2 separate regions of the Xenopus laevis genome follow, and region 1 is linked to region 2. Evidence: chromatin contacts called from public Hi-C data. All regions are on one chromosome and are shown on one strand. Each heading gives the region's core, a stretch centred on a gene start, on an enhancer-like site or on the middle of the called end of the contact. The rest is flanking DNA. Distances are from core to core; before and after follow the strand shown.

Evidence for each region. A called contact is a pair of places that touch in the nucleus more often than the background predicts.
Region 1: a contact with region 2 is called in a Hi-C map of the XL177 cell line, with 4 times the contacts expected there. The contact joins two enhancer-like sites. A contact is called at or near these places in 2 of 4 Hi-C or Micro-C datasets (the XL177 cell line and the XTC cell line).

The regions. Positions count from the first base shown.
Region 1 is chr3S:106,608,751-106,611,450 of Xenopus_laevis_v10.1, forward strand. No RefSeq gene overlaps it. Among protein-coding and RNA genes, the nearest start is that of LOC108713254, 61 kb to the left of the region's middle. Within about 2 kb of position 1,326, at least 1 of the 7 cell types and tissues checked has an H3K27ac peak or open chromatin away from gene starts, as enhancers often do.
Region 2 is chr3S:106,522,226-106,524,925 of Xenopus_laevis_v10.1, forward strand. It overlaps the pseudogene LOC121402043. Among protein-coding and RNA genes, the nearest start is that of grpel2.S, 20 kb to the left of the region's middle. Within about 2 kb of position 1,301, at least 1 of the 7 cell types and tissues checked has an H3K27ac peak or open chromatin away from gene starts, as enhancers often do.

The DNA.
Region 1 (2,700 bases), core at 76-2,575, 87 kb after region 2:
GAGTAGAAGAACCTGAGCAGAACCCTGACCCTGACAATTAAAATATGTTGGATGAATTGGAAAACTACAAGCTACACAACTATATCAACATCCACACATATATATGAAATCAAATTCAACCAATCAAACATGTCAACTCACACATGCAATTTTAGGAGTCACCTCAATTTAGCCCCCTCTCACCTGGCCACCTGCTGTCAATAATTTGTACTTGAATTCTTACTTACTGCTCCATTGTAATACATGGAAACTTCACCTAAAATCCTCTGCAGCAGCCAAGTGGGAAGCACAACCAGGGGCATGGCCTGTGGGCCAAGATACAATCTCATCAGTTCTGATCCAGGTTAGCAGTTCTGCACCCACAGTCTGGTGTATATTCTTTCTAGAGAGGTAAAGGTTATTATAGCAGCAAAGGTAGGACCAATGTCATATTAATACCCCTGGCTTTGAAAGAGATTGGACAGGCAGGCGTCCACACACATTTGGCCATAGAGTTTATATATCAGTTCTTTATATGTGGCAAGGGCTACTAAAATTGGATAAAAGATTTGATAAAGAAAGGGGATTTTGTAGCCATAAAGAAAAATCTGCTTAATGATCCTGTGAATGGAGCAGCAGCCTCAATGTCTTTTTTGAAGTCCAGCTAATACCAAGACCAGACATAATCACATGCAATTGGGCAATAAATTTCAAAAGCAATATGGGGGACCACCCTATGTAAGGGCTCTCACACATGGACATTTTTTTCTGTGCTCCCCTGCGATGCGATTTCTTCCGTTCAGCCACAGGGGAGCACAAGAGTAGACGCACTCAATTATTGTGAAGGGGACTGTAGTCAGACATACACATGTATGTGCCGAACACAGGTGAAATGCAACATGTTGCGTCCCACCTGCATTACATACGTCTGTGTGAGTACAGCCCCCTTGACAATAATTGAGTGCGTCTAATCCTGCGCTCCCCTGTGGCTGAACGGAAGAAATCACAACGCAGGGGAGTGTCGAGAAAAACAGCCGTGTGTGAGAACCCTTAAACAGAAATGTGTAAACACTACAGGGTCACCACACTCTGCATTATTACCAGTATATGCAGTGTGCCTGGGTACCCACAAAAATATATAATTAGGCAGCGTATCTCAGAGGAGAAGTCTCATATGAGAAGAAAAACAATATATATATATAGTGCTTCTATATGTTCTAGAATTTATAATTTAAGGTTGCCAAGTCAACAAGCAAGAGTAAAGAGAAAGCATGTATGCACTATCCAGTGAAACCTGTACTGTTTGTAGGAAAAGGAAAATGGAAAACTTTCCCAAATCCCACCACTAGGCAAATGCAATGTGAAGTTTCTTAGATGAGAATGGATTCTCCTGCTAAAGGCACCCCCTGCTGTCTGTTTTTGGGATAGTAGCTGCATTATATTTGTTTAGAACTGTTTGACTTGTAGCAGCTCAAAGCTCAGCTTTCAGTGTCTCTCGGTGGTTGCATCATGGCCCCTAAACATACAGACACAGAGGGGCCGATTCATCAAGGGTCGAATATCGAGGGTTAATTAACCCTCGATATTCGACTAGGAATTGAAATCCTTCGACTTCAAATATCGAAGTCGAAGGATTTAGCGCAAATGCTACGATCGAACGATCGAAGGATTATTCCTTCGATCGAACGATTAAATCCTTCGAATCGAACGATTCGAAGGATTTTAATCCAACGATCGAAGGAATATCCTTCGATCAAAAAAACTTAGGCAAGCCTATGGGGACCTTCCCCATAGGCTAACATTGAGTTCGGTAGCTTTTATCTGCCGAACTAGGGGGTCGAAGTTTTTTTTAAAGAGACAGTACTTTGACTATCGAATGGTCGAATAGTCGAACGATTTTTAGTTCGAATCGTTCGATTCGAAGTCGTAGTCGTAGTCGAAGGTCGAAGTAGTCCATTCGATGGTCGAAGTAGCCCAAAAAACACTTCGAAATTCGAAGTTTTTTTACTTCGAATCCTTCACTCGAGCTTGATGAATCGGCCCCAGAATGTTGTGTCAGCTCCTGCTTCACAGAGCACCCAATGGGGAACATAAAAAAAATCTCCATATTGCTAGTCCATTTGCATGAAGTATTGGCAGGCCTAGATAATCACCATTGTCTTCCACTTGGGAAAGATCAAGAGGAGACAAGAGACAATTCTGGTATAAAGGAATAAGCATACAATACATAAGAGCCCTGAATGTCAAATAAATTATATAGTGAATAAAGTACCCCCTTTTGTAAAATATAAGGATATTATAAGTTACCGAGGAGTTTCATGACCATATAAAAACACGAGGCCGAAGGCTGAGTGTTTTTATACAGGTCATGGAACTCCAAGGTAACTTCTAATATCCTCATATTTTGCAACTGGGGATACTTTATTTATTATAATACACAAATTTCAGTGACAAATTAATCTGACCAATTAATGTCTTGCCATTCAATATGCTATTGGGTCTCGGTCAGATATTGATCAGGCAGGTGGAAAATCCTATTGGTTGAGGAGAGGATTGGGTTTTAGTAGCAGCCCACAACTGACGGCTATTTCCAGACCCCCTAGCAGGGCCGGATTTACATAGGGGCCGCCCCTAGGCCCTCTACCGTTCGTCGCCCCTGTCCCCTCCAGGGGTACTGGATCAATGGGGATTGGCGCATGGGAAATTAAAAAAATTATTGTA
Region 2 (2,700 bases), core at 51-2,550:
CACTGTTATTCTTTCATATAACCAACAGAGGGTGCTGTGTGATATTGCAGTCACTGTTATTCTTTAATATAACCAACAGAGGGTGCACTGTTATTCTTTCATACAACCAACAGATGGCGCTGTGTGATATTGCAGTCACTGTTAATCTTTCATATAACCAACAGAGGGCGCACTGTTATTCTTTCATACAACCAACAGATGGCGCTGTGTGATATTGCAGTCACTGTTATTCTTTCATATAACCAACAGAGGGCGCTGTGTGATATTGCAGTCACTGTTATTCTTTAATATAACCAACAGAGGGCGCACTGTTATTCTTTCATATAACCAACAGAGGGCATTGTGGGATATTGCAGTCTCTCCCCAAGTGTACTGTTGGTATAGGAATGATTAAAAGAGACTGCAATCTCAGCTACTCGGGTCAGCAAGCCGAGGTAGACTTTTTCAGCACATTTTGGATGCTGAAAAACTCGGCTTATACTTGGGTATATACGGTAGTCTATAAAGAGGTGTTCCCCCACCATTTTTGTAAATGTAAGGTACTGTATTTTATAGTATGATATAGGGATATTTTGTACATATCCATTCCGTCTATGTTCTAGCACAAAAATTAACTGCTTCATAAAGTTTGTATCACATTGGGCAGATTTGGAAGGCCCCTTATGTTTCACGGATCTCTGAGTAGCTAATGATTATGAGGCTTTTTATGGTCGCTGCTTGTTTAGGGAGGCCTTTCCAGCTTCTCCTTTTTGGCATTTATCCATTGTTTAAAAGCCACCCAGCATGGCAACAGCCAATGGAAAACCTGCTGTACTAGATAGGGTACTGGACTAGATAGACAGCAACACCAAAAATTAGAATTTTTTAAATAATGAAACCATATTGTACTGTTTTGCTGCACTGGTAAAACTGACATGTTTGCTTCAGAAACTCTACTATAGTTTATATAAACAAGCTGCTGTGTAGCCACGGGGCAGCCATTCAAAGTGCAGATTCAGGGAGATTAGTCGCCTGAGACAAATCTCCTCTTCTTCGGGTGACCAATCTCCCCGATCTGTCTCCACTGCCTTCCCGCCGGCTAAAATGTAAATCACTGGCGGGATGGCACTCTGTGCAATTCGTTTTCCAAAGTAGGCCAAAGTTGCCTCACGAGGAAACTGTGCGACTTTGGAGAACTAATCGCGCCGAGTGTCCCCTGCTCTATAATACAACAGCCAGTGTGATTTTGTTAGTGGGAGTTCGTGCCAGAACGTAAAGTTTGCTCGGTTGAATCGCAGCCGTTCGGAAAGCAGCGTTTGCTAAGGAAGAAGAAACTTTGTTGATGTTCGCGTTACTAAGGAAGTGAGCTTGTCGTTGCTAGGTTGTGTTGGGTGACCAAGGAAGTTGGAGACAGCAGTCATTCATCATCCAGTACTGGGACAGAGTGTTTGACAGACTCCTCTCCTGGGCTGTGGGCCCCATCAGGGGGTGCAGGGGCATGGACCCTGGTGCAGCTGCACCATTTCCACCCCTGGTAGTTCTGCCACTGGCGTGGAGGCAGTTCGGGGTGATTAGTTGCCCAGAAGAAGAGTTGCCGGGCGATTAATCTCCCTCAATCTGCCTGTGTGCCCTGACCCTAAAAAGGAGAAAAAGTACAGGAAACACAGCAGATAAGCTCTGTTTACAATGGGATTCTGCAGTGATTATGATCTGTTATCTACTGTGTATCCTATGCTTGAATGGCTGCCCCCATGGCTACACAGTAGCTTGTTTATATAAACTATAGTTGTGTTTCAGAAGCAAACACCAGTTGTACTAGTGCAGGGCAACAGTACATTATATTGTCATTCCTATAAAACTTTTGGAACTTATTTAGTTCAGTAGACAGTAGGGGGAACATCAAATAAAAGTTATGTGTGCACATTTGGGAGAAGGAGACAATGGGATATAATTTAATTTTGTTTATCTGTTTATAGTTCTGTGCTGAAAGAACAAGTACAACAAAGTGAGTTACTGTGCTGAATAGTATGGCTTAATCACCAGAAAGTGTTAAGTGCTGCAAAGTTTACTTGTTTTCAGAGCAAATAATTGCAGAGACAATAATCTTATCTGCATGTTTACACTAGCTCTCTGCCTCTTACAACCAAGATGCGCCACTGCACTGTTATTCTGTTGTACATTTTATTCTGTTGTACATTTTATACCAATATTTTAACGGACGCTCCTATATCATTGTGTGTGACGGACAACTGTACAGAAATGTTTTGCAGCACAGATTTAGCAGATATTTTTTAGGTATCTCACGTCTTCCATTGTCTTCTTAAATGTATTTATGTATATATGTTTGATTTCATTAATTTATATTGTATGCATATACTTTTTAAAAATATGGATTTCTGCAGCAGGGAGATTACCTTGTAGTACTTATAGTATTGTACCTGTAATTGCATCTTATTAGGTAACTGTGTTTTCACCGTTCCTGAAATGGTGATGAATCCAAATAAAAAGTATTTTTGAAAGTATGTGCCTTCCTTTCGTTGTATAAAGGAGATCTAAAGCTTAACTAAAGAAGTAGGCTAGAAATGTTGTACATTATATTTTGTGCTTCTCTACCAGCCCAAGGCAACCACAGCCCACACATGCTCTGTTCTGCTGTCACTTACTGAGCTTAGGGACCCACTCACAATATACAGTACGCATAGATTATAAATCTCACAATAA